Linked DNA regions of Columba livia: region 2 is linked to region 1. The links are chromatin contacts, called in public Hi-C maps. All regions are on one chromosome and are shown on one strand. Each heading gives the region's core, a stretch centred on a gene start, on an enhancer-like site or on the middle of the called end of the contact. The rest is flanking DNA. Distances are from core to core; before and after follow the strand shown. Region 1 overlaps RARB (retinoic acid receptor beta). Region 2 overlaps RARB (retinoic acid receptor beta).

Region 1 (5,468 bases), core at 2,834-5,333:
TAGTTTGTAGGAAGATACACTAGCGAGCCAAAAAGCCCATGAAACAGGGAAAGTACCAGCTCAGAGCTTGCTCCTTTGTCTCCAGCACTGTTCAGCATTCCTTGCCACCTGAGCACTTTCTCTTCTCAATGGCAAAAATACTTACCTTGCCCAAGATCCCAACCTAGCTGCCCGTGACTAGTCAGCATCAAGAAACTGGAATGTTTTATACATGTCAGCACCCGAAAACTGCAGTCAAACCAAACTTCTGATTTGTGTGTGCAATATTTGTTTGCTATTGCTGGGCTGAAAAAAGAAAATTAAAAAAAAAATCTAAAAATTAGACGGTTAGAGATTTTATACAGGAGAGTCTGTGATAGATATTTCTACATGAATCATTAAGAGCAAAGATTAAAACAAAAACGAAAAACAAGTTAACAAAACATTTTTATTACTGTGACTGGAAGTCTGAATCACTACTTACTGTTTTCTAAATCAATTCACTCACTTTAGCTGAAACTGGCAGAATAGTAAGAAAAAAATCACTGCTGTAAATGCCAGAAAAAAAATTGAGAAAATATTAAAAAGGAAATGAGTCATAAAAGGAATAATGATCATTTCTGCATACATTCAGAAATCACCTAGGACAAACAAATTACTAGCATTAAGCTGAACTACTCTACCGTTCTCATTAAGGTATCCTTAATAGGGTGGCAACTGGTGGTTAGTTTAAGACAAGCAACACCACTGATGCAGACTTATTTTCACCTTGATTTTAAGTTTTCACCCCACCATCTTCTTTCCTAGGTATTTCAAACAGGTTTCTCTTCTGCAGAGTTGCAAGGAGTTATTGTTTTCTTTCTTATTTTTTTCTATTTGTCCTACTTAGTCACAAACTAAGCAACTGAGGCTCAACTCTAGAGGAAACTCATGTTACGTTTAGCTGCCTGACCGCAATCCCAGCTTAACCATCAAGAGTATCCCTAATCTTTTTACTGATGCAGGGTCCCATCAGTGAATAATCAGGCACCACAGACACTCATTCTTCCTTGTCTGCTCCATATTTCACCACACAGGGAGAATCAGTACCAAAATGGGGAACTACTAGAAGAATATCCTCCTGGATAATCTCTTCCAGTATTTCTCAAAACAACATATAGCTAATCTAGCCTACCACAATAATTCCTAAATAGGTCACAGCATTTTAGAAGTGAGCACAGTTTTGCAAAATACAAGGTCTTTGCATTTGTTCGTGGTGGGACAAGGTGCCTCCCTGAGCCCACGGACAGTCTGACTGGTTCATCCCGTTATTGCCGTATTGTCATGCAATAACCTACCCCCATTTACACCAGGGTGCCATAAATCAGGCCCCACATCCAGGGAGGCTGTAAAACCGTCAGTGGCAGATAGCCTGCGCCCAGCTAAGGACTAGTGAGAGTGATCTGAAAAAACTAACAGCAGGAAGCTTTATCGCTATCATCTGCTATACGCAAGCCGAGCCCAACATTTCCGATACGAGGGGCTGACGTCTACCGGGGACCCGGGAGGATGCTCAGGTGTAACCTTTCCACTTCAGAGGCCTCACTCAGTGTTCACTTTTATCAGCTCCAGAGCAATATTTTCAAAACCTCCCCCTGGGTGATGCCCTTCAAGCCTTTTCTAGGTACCCAGTCTCAAATTCGATTTTCCTCCTTTTATGCTCCTGATTCTTCAAAGATCATTCCAGAAACCTGATTTGATTAGAAGTCTCTTTTAACGTAAGCAATTCATCTTCACACACGCGGAGCTGTTGATTCACCTTTTCTTTAATTTCATTTTGCCTGGCTTTCATTTGAGCTATCTCAATTTTAACCTCTGTAAAAGCTCCATCTACCTTGTTTACTGTTTCTTTGATTTGAAAGATCTCCTCCATTAAGTCCTTAAGCGACAACTCCATGGCCATTTTTGGCTCCAGCTGTTTGTCAGGAGAGGTCAGCCACCGCCTCAGTCTTTTATTTGTCTTGAGTAACATTCAAATTGTTTTCACAGCAACTGTTTTCTTCCCATTTCCTGCCACCGCTGCTCGAAAATAATAACGAATTACCTAATTTCTAAAGAGGGTTTCATCTCTTTACTTCGTTATCAAGGCCAGGTAGCAAGATCATTTCAGAGGCTGGTACCCTGCACAAATTTCCTTGAGTCTTGCTTGAGGATTAATAGTGCAGTAACAGTTAAAAGCTATTTTGTACACGCATACAGCATCCTGCAGGAGAGAACCTGAGGCTGGTCAGAAAATCCTCCTTCTTAAAATCCTGCTAGTCAGGTAAGCATTAGATCTCACAAACAAGACAACTGGTGGCAAAAATACTGCATTAAAAACTTAAGAAATGAAAACGAGTTGTTGGTTTTTGTTTTGTTTTCCCTCCTCCCTTTTTTCCAGCTCCGGTTAGCAGGATCAGTTCCTCAGTCGTACAGGAAGCCTGGGCAGATCTGGAAATAGAAGGTTTCCTGCCTTGATATGTATTTGCCAGACTATCTTCTGTCCTCCGAACACACACGAAATGCGCTCAAAGGAAAGCAGCCAACAGGCAGAACTGATGGAAGAGTAGGTTTAGATTGGAAAAGGGACTTTCTCAAACAAACCTTTATACTTTCGTCTATTATTTGATGTATCGGTCAATGAGGAAGATACGAAAACTTAAGATGTGCAAATAGGTGGGGGTTTTGTCTTTTTTTTAAAGGACCCTTTACTTTCAATCATATTGCAGCTGTACAAAACCCGCCTGAAAATTAGCATACTGTAGGATAATACTTTAATTAAAAATCTAGATTTTATTTATAATTAATGAGGTACAAAAAGTATCACATTATGCACTGCTACACCCAAAAAATATGTATTCAACCAATGATAGGACACGGGGTAATGGGTACAAACTGGAACACAAAAGGTTCCACTTAAATTTGAGAAGAAACTTCTTCTCAGTGAGGGTGACAGAGCACTGGAACAGGCTGCCATGGGGGGTTGTGGAGTCTCCTACTCTGGAGACATTCAAAACCTGCCTGGACACCTTCCTGTGTAACCTCATCTAGGTGTTCCTGCTCCAGCAGGGGGATTGGACTAGATGATCTTTCGAGGTCCCTTCCAATCCCAAACATACTGTGATACTGTGATTCTGTGAAATATTGAAGCTCATATAATTTAGGATGGGATTCACTCAATTCAGCCCTAGAAAACTACAAGTTAGCCAGAAAGTGTAGGTTCCCTCCCCAGCCAACACATCCAGCCTGCCCTCCCAAGGGAAATGTACCTCACCTTTATTGGACACTTTTCTTTAGATGAGTTGACTTCTTCTCTATAGGGCTCCTTTGCTTCCATGACTGAGCTGAAAGGCTGGACAACTAGCATATATATGATGCTTAATTTTTAGACAGCTAATTTGAAGTGAAACCGAATCCCACTCTTGCACACTTTTTCCCAAGCGGATTCATTTGTAGTTTTAATGTAAATTTTCTGCTACATTAAGGGGTGAAGATGTGTTTTGGATAGAAGCTATTTTCCTAACACTACAAAATGTTTACCATATAAAAAAAAATTATTTCAGTACTACTTATAAATTACTTTGACATGCAACACACTAGTAAAATTATTGGAACTTTCATACAACGCAAACCTGTGATTCTTAAAAAACAGAAATCCAAAGTTAGATTTCTATACCTACTAAAGGACACCTAACTATATAGATTTAAAAATACTTAAGTGATTTACAAATCTCCACAGAAGTATCCTGACAGACATTTTAGATTTCTGACCTTTCGCTTACCAGAGGCAAATATTTGCAGAGAGAAGATAGGTTATCAGATTGTTTCATATACAAACACAGGCCAGTTTCTGTGTAAGAATGCCAATGAAAACCCAAATTTGCCTATTTCCAACACAAATGAGCATTTTAAGAGTAAAACCTCTCACCAGAAAGAATATCTTGATGTAAAGTCTTAACACATACTCTTAATCAAAGGACTATAAATTCTTCCAGTAGTAATTACAAATCTCTAAACTGGGAAGGGAGTAGAAAAGAAGCCAACCAAAACCAACCAAAAACCAACCATAAGTGCACATAAAAAAGACTCACAATTTTTATTTTAGAGACTTAATCCACAAATAAACAAGCAAACAAAGAAATTTTAATACTTTCTTCTTGCATTAAAAAAAATAAAATAAACAAACAGCTTTTATCTATCCTGGTGCAACCTACTCGGTAAGTCATAAAAAATAAGACAAGCCAGCTGGGTCTTGAGTCCCATTCTCACTGGGGCCCCTTTTCATTGCCAGAACAGTGTAAAGCTGCCTCTGTGTAAAAGAAACGAAGGCCAGATGAACACAGAGCAGAGCACAGTGATTCTACAGTCATAGCTATTAGGAGAAATCCAGAACAGGATGTAGGAAAACTGTACAAACTGAATCTAAAGAGACAGAGGCCACATCTGGACAGAAGATTAAATGCAAGTGTGCTATACATACACAGGACAGAAAAATAAAATTACTTGGACCTAAACTGAGACATATAACAGCGATGACACAAAGAATAAACAGCAGCACTATGAGCTATGTTTTCTTACCAAGCAAGGAATGAAACTTTATGAAAAATTATTATTTAAGATTATAATAATGCTGGGATACAAACGCAGTACATTTACAGACTGGTATTTCTAATCTTTACTTACTGTCTGCAGTAGAGATTGTATAAAACAAACCACTAAAAATTCCTAGCCAAGCAAAAAGCCTGATAATTTAACTTCCTGGCTTGGCTTCCAAAGACTAATGCAAAGTTTAGTAGCTGCACAGTTGAATAAATCTTTTGACTACAGCTTTATTTTTTTGATAAAATGGTAGATATGGTATTTTCTATATTATATACCAGAACTACAGTCACAACCCAAGAATGTAGATCTTTCACCCATTCATTACAGAAAATATTGCTTGAGGGAAACTGCTTTAAACTGATTTATGTGGTAGACACAGAAAGACAACCCAGTCAAATTGGACAATGTGGCAGATGGTAATGGATTTATGCATATTTATGTAGCATGTATTTACTTGTCGACTTTGTTATCCATCTTTTGCCCCTTCCAAAAGTAGATGGCAATTTATAACAACTGTGATGCTGTGACTGGCTGACACTCCCTTCACAGCCCTTTCCTCTGGACAGGCTAAAAAGCAGCATGCTTTGTGCTGCTATTTTAATTGTTTTACAGTTTTATTACAAAACATCCTGTCTGTTACACTTGCTTCCTGAGGCTATCATAACAATGTTAGTTGCTGCTGCTTAAATCTGCCTTGGGGTATCTGTTTTTACAGTTACAATTAAAGTCAGTAAGTAGTTCATCAACATGTTAACATTAATTTGTCTTTTTAATTTATTTGACCTTTTAAACTAAACAAGTAACCCACTGAGGTAAGGGATGCACAAGGTTCAATCACTATCATGCATTTTTCACAATAACATGCTTTC
Region 2 (6,205 bases), core at 2,520-5,019, 280 kb before region 1:
ATTTATGAGTTAAAGCTGCATAATGGCCATAACAAAGGTAATTCACACAGGTACCCATATCCCACTCATAAAAAGTGCAGCAGGGTATGTCCTGTAGTCCTTTGTCAGGCAAATAACACGATTGGTTGCTTGACAGAATGATTCAATTAATTTTAAAACTTATCAGTAATAAACCTGATAACTATCACCAGCGGGAAACAAACCTTTAGTGTTCTGTTATATCATATATAATAATATTGCACATATATATTTTACAGATATGTTTTAGTACAGGAAAGCAAAACAAGTAAAATGTAAATTAAGATTTTATCGTGTCTTGTCCTTTTCGAGTGCATCCGAGCTGGTGCGGTGCGGTACCTCCACAGATGAGGCAGATGGCACTAAGGAGACCCGTCTCTGTATCATCCATCTCCAAAGGCAGGAGCTGGTTGGCAAACGTGAACACGAGATCGGTCAGCGGGCCAAAGCCGGCGTTGTGCATCTGAGTTCTGTTCAGGGTAAGGCCATCTGAAAACGTCATGGTGTCTTGTTCTGGTGTGTATCTTGTGCAAATTCTAAGGATCTGTAGACAGACAAGGGAAAAAAAAACCCCAAACATAAAAAAAGAAATCAGAGGAATTCAATATTCGATCCATGGGAGGTTGTTTGTGTTTTCTCGATGTGGCAAATGACCTGCAGAACTGCAGAACGCAGTCACGTCAAAGCAATCCGAAATCAAACTATGTTTGGTTCAAGCAGCACAAAATTTCTCTGGTACAACATAAATATACTTGATTGACTGTGGGTATTTTTTTATAACACAAATTAAATAACAGAAATTTTCCGTCGAGTTATGAAATAATCAAAACTTCGATGCAAATCTCACCACTCAGGTCACCAACACCACCATAACTTTCACATAAACTGCTCCTACACGCACCTAACTACAAGACGCTATTGCACTGCTGGTCTGATCTAGGAAGATCACAGAAATTTCTCACCTCTTCGAGCACACACACACAAGTATTTCATTGATTCTGGGGATCAATTTTGCACAACAGTGCTTCTCCAGCTTGTGCCCTTGGTGAAAGATACCAAGTGAAAGAGCATTTGAGGGAAGGATGGGGATTCGCGCCTCTAGACACAGAGGAATGCAAAATGCTGAGTAGAAGGCTGAGGATGCTCTGCACCTGGTTAGTGAGCACGGCTGGGGGGCGCGTGTGTGAGCGCTGCCACCTCTCAGAGCAAACCCAGCATGTGTCCCACCACAGACTCCGCACAGCACAGGCTCATTTGTACAGCTGCTACGAATGAACGCTGCCTTAAGGATCAAATAAAAGAGATGTCCATCATCGTGAAATACTTCTGTTTAATGTTTAAAATAATCAGAGGTGGGAGAAGGCCTATCCCTAAACTAAAATAAAACCAAACCTTGCAGAGGTCTAGCTGATTAGCTGAGCCATATTTTTTCATGGCTTGACTGTATATATGTCCCATACAGACATCCTACTTTGTATTAAAGATTCAACAAAAAAAAAAGATTTACATGAATGTGAGCGAGCACAGGGAGAATTTTAATTATTCCTATAGCTGCCGAAGCTCTGAGTCAGAGGCCCCGACACTTGGCAGCTGACCAGCCTGGGCTCCCACTTTCATCTTTCCCTGGCAACACTGCTCCAAATACACAGAGAGGAGAACGAGGAGGACATGGCATGTAAGAGACCTACAAGGAATTTTTAATTTCTCTTCTTAAATTCCTTGGTAAGAGACTAAATAGGGTGTATTTCTGCAGAAGGCTCTTCAACTGTTTTCTATCTCAGCAATAATCTTATCTCGCATTGTGGGTATATGTTGAAGCGCTGAGACTCTATGTGGTTGGACAGGCGTGTTTCACATCGTTCCCCTACCCCTACATTAGAGTAAGCTCTTGAAAGTAATTGAATCAATAACCAAGAAAGACACAAATACAAAAGCACAGCACTCAAATTCTTCACTGACCACCAATTCCCCACTAATGTAAGTGATCTTAAAAGGCTGCTAGTAACTCCAAAGGTTTTGTGTAACAGCCAAACTGTATTTTATCATTATTAGCAGAAATCAACATTATAAAGCATGGCACCCTGTCAGCAAGAGACAGCATGTTTACCATACTCTGCACTGCCAGTAACCACAGGCATTTCTATCCCCTAAAGTTTGCTGTTGGTTATCCTTTAAAATCATTTAAAGGACTGTATAGAAAGGAGAAAAACATGCAGAGTTTGTTGGTTTCAAGAAAACCAAGGTTTGAAAACTTTACATATTTATTGAGAAACCCAAGAGTCACTTGGTTTCCTTCTCTAATGGCATGGAAGACAGTCTGGAGTGCAACTCTTCCCGTCTCAAGCCTGCACAGACAGCAGCTACGATGACAAGGTATCCAGCTTTTGGAGGAACAAGGCTCTGTACTTCTTAAGCGGTGCTTAAGTGATTTTCCCTTAGCTCAGCTTGGGAGAACTGCATCCCTTTTTAATCTGGTGCTATTTTAATTGCTGAGCCTTAGTAATGAGAGTTCTTCCCTCCACACCCCCAGGACTCCCAACCCAACAAATTAGCAGAGCAGGACTCGGAGCTAAATTGGGCCATGCCGTGGTGTTTCCCGCAGGCTGCGCCAGGTTGCACAGAGACGCCCAGCCCAGAGGGTCTGGGGTGCCCTGGGGCGGTTATCCCAAACCACGTGGAGGCCGAATGAATTTGGGGTTAAGTTACTCAACCCAGAGCCCCTGTGGGCGTGCACGGAAGGACACTTCCAGCAGCCTTGCAAGATTTATAATTGAAACATAAAGGTCCCATGGAGTTTAGCTACTTCCAGGCTTAGGCAGCAACTGGGACAGCTTTTTGCACAATGGAGACAACTTGAGGCTTCGTGCCTCAGTGCTGCACCAGCCCTGAGCTGGAGGAGCCCGCGGGGGCTCTACTGGGCACGGGCACAGATGAAGCTCAACCGCGTGTTTTCTGCAAAGCGCTCAGCCTGACTGCAGCCGTCAGGGCTCAGGTTGCTCCTGCATTCCTCCGACATTCTCGCACAACACGCTGCTATTAAACTCTGAGACAGAGCATTTGAATTTTTTTTTATTACTATTTAATTTGTGTCCTTCAGCAAGATCTGCGGAACACCATGGATATTGCTGATTTCGCTGCTAAACCTTTCTTGGGCAAACTTCCAGTGTCAAAGTGAAGCTGATTCCAAGCTCATATTCACTGAAGAACATATGGGAAATGTCACCACTTCAAAATAAGAAATCACAGTATCTTTCTCCATTTTAAACTGAACTGCTGTCTAGAAGACATCCTCCTAATGTCCTCAGTGGTGTTTAGATTCTGTAACCAAGCCAAGTATTTCAGTTGTCACTCTGCTCTTAAATGCCACTTGCAGCCATAAATAAGGTTCCTGCCCACAACTAAAGGACCCTTTGTTTTAAGGAATATTTATATCTTAAAGCACCTGGGGTTCATATAAGCCAGTTACAAATCGCAAGGCAAAAACCCCGCAGGTTGCACAAAACCAGAACCATCCAGTAAGCTGCATTTATAAAACTGTTGCTACCATAGAATTGTTACTCATTTTAAACAGATTAGTTAAGGCAAGCTGGTTTTTTTATAAGAAATCCTGTTGTTCGGGGTGAGCTGCCTTAGCTGGCTGGGACGGCTTCCCCAGAGGAGAAACCCAAGCAGGTGACTCTGAAATAATGAACGAACCTCCACAGCGCTGCCATATCCCATCAACACAGGTTGTTCCACTCACGCAAATGCCTTCCTAGCATTAAGACACAGGGATTTACAAGAGCAAGCAAAAAATGGCATTATTAAGGGTTAGCATTCAAGGACTTCTCAGGTTTTTATCCATTGGATTTAAGACAGGCTGGACTCTGGACTCTTTCCACATTCATTTTGCTAGAGCTCCGTGAGGCTGGGGATGCTCAAGCACTGCCGGGCCAGCACACCAGCAGCACTTGCTTTTATGAGGGTTACTGACTGAATTTTAGTAATATTTATCCCTGAAACTTTTGGCACCAGAGCAGATATAAATTCCACCATCCTCAATTGGCGCCTTGCAAGGCTTGATGTTATTTCCCTTCCAGAGATTTTGCTTGTTTGTATATAAAACAATTCTCTGGCTCATACCCAGCGGAGTTTACTGAGCTCCTGGCACCATTTCCTCTGTCAGCCTGTTTACGGAGGGTTTAAGCATCCATGGTTTCAGGAACCAACTGAGCAAAGCCCTTGGGAAGGGTCTACAAATGCTTACGGCTCCCCAAGGCCCAGAGACAGCGCTGCCGGGTGGGCAATGCACCAGGGGGACCCCAGCCACCCCACCTGGCTGCTCTGGGAGCCCCACGCTGATCCTCCCACATTCTATGGCTCTGGCCACAGGTCCAGGGGACGGCACAGTGGCGGGATCCTGGCTGGACATCGGCGAGGCTCACGGCCTCACAGCACATGACGGGCAGGCACTGGGGGCTCGGGCAGGTGGGGAGGGAATGGTGCTCACTCCACGTCTCAATGCACAAAATCAAACGCTCAAAATGCTCCTCGTAATTAGGAGAAGCAGCTTGCTGGGAAGGGGGAGTAACATGCGCTATTAAAACACTGCTCCAAGTACTGAAACATAGCTTAAATAAAGATACAGAGCTGCACTGCAATTCCGATTATGTGCAGGTGATGTGGGTTTAATGGATATGGGCATTTTACAGACAGTGCACGCGCTACGCGTTACAGTGCTCATGGTAATTATCCCTTTTTCTTTTTAAGCAGCACATAAAATAGTCGTATAAAGCTTGTGTAAATGTCGCGCAGGAAAGTTAGGACTCTCACAGAACCACAGAATCATTTTCGTTGTAAAAGACCTTCAAGATCACTGAGTCCAACAGTTAACCTAACACTGCCAAGTCCACCACTAAACCATGTCTCTAAGAACCTCATCTACGTGTCTTTTAAACCTCCGGGGATGGTGACTCCACCACTTCCCTGGGTGTCCTGTCCCAATGCCTGACAGCCCTTCTGTGAAGAAATTTTTCCTCATATCCAATCTAAACCTCCCCTGGCACAACTTGAGGCCATTTCCTCTTGTCCTATCATTTGGTACTTGGGAGAAGAGACCACCACCCTCCATGCTACAACCTCCTTTCAGGTAGCTGTAGACAGTGATAAGGTCTCCCCTCAGCCTCGTTTTCTCCAGGCTAAACAGCCCCAGTTCCCTCAGCTGCTACTCAAAGACTTGTGCTCCAGAATCTTCACAGTCTTTGCAGGAACCATTTTTTATCTGCTGCTGGCTTTAGAAAAGCTTCAGCTCCTCTGTGCTGCGGGCATCCATGGCACTCACTGCGCCCTCCTCACTCAGATGAGTCACCTTCTCTGGCTTCAGGAAAAACACAGAGAATGAGCAGATGACCAGGAATGACAGGTCTCAATAAAGTTTATAACTAGAGCTTGAAGGTTGCCACATGGCCACAAAGTAAAAGTGGTGAATTGCATTAAAGAATTAACCCTTTCTATCCGTTAATTAGTTGAAATAAAATCACAATTTACCATCTGCTTCACTATTAATATTCTTTTTCTCATCTGGCAACTGCCCCATGGAGGGACCACACACAGTAACAATGAGGTGGTCAAGTCTGAATAAGCGCCTGGAAGAAGGGGACAACGAGAGGCAAATGTTGAGCACGACAAGGCACCCCCAGCCTTCCCTTTTTTTCTAGGCTGGAGAACGATAATCCTTCCCCACTCCCGCCCCTCTTCCTCCTTCACCCATGTCCTCTAGAAGCAATTCTTCAAAACAGTTTCGACAGAACAAGAGGAAAAGGTCACAGCAGTTAACATCCTCCTCAATATGATCCTGTTTGAAGCAATGCGCTTTCAGAAATTCCAAGATTAATTACTTCAACTTCAGTTTCCCCAGTTTAAACTCCTGTGTCACACGAAAGAATATATCTACAGTAGCCATCCTACGCACTGCTTGGCCATGCTTGGCCCAATGAATACCTGAAGCTTTGTGCTCAGAGGAAAACATTTAAAATATGTTTAAAACATGCTGAAAATACCGTTTTACTGAAAGTTATTGTTATGACCAAGAATAAGAAACATGTTTGCAACTAAAAGCCTGAAGACCTCTAAGGTCTTGATAAAGAAATGCTGAGATCCCACAGGGTTCCTCTGAAGGTCAGCGTGACAGGAACAACCGGAGACAAAG

What was found. A called contact is a pair of places that touch in the nucleus more often than the background predicts.
Region 2: a contact with region 1 is called in a Hi-C map of liver, with 1.9 times the contacts expected there. The contact joins two enhancer-like sites.

What each region holds. Positions count from the first base shown.
Region 1 is chr2:41,525,171-41,530,638 of bColLiv1.pat.W.v2, reverse strand. All of the region lies in intron 2 of RARB (retinoic acid receptor beta), which reads right to left. Among named protein-coding and RNA genes, the nearest start is that of RARB, 45 kb to the right of the region's middle. Within about 2 kb of position 4,083, at least 2 of the 3 cell types and tissues checked have an H3K27ac peak away from gene starts, as active enhancers do.
Region 2 is chr2:41,800,530-41,806,734 of bColLiv1.pat.W.v2, reverse strand. RARB (retinoic acid receptor beta) reads right to left here. Exons shown (of 11, transcript XM_065051588.1): 9 at 358-562. Among named protein-coding and RNA genes, the nearest start is that of TOP2B, 73 kb to the left of the region's middle. Within about 2 kb of position 3,769, at least 2 of the 3 cell types and tissues checked have an H3K27ac peak away from gene starts, as active enhancers do.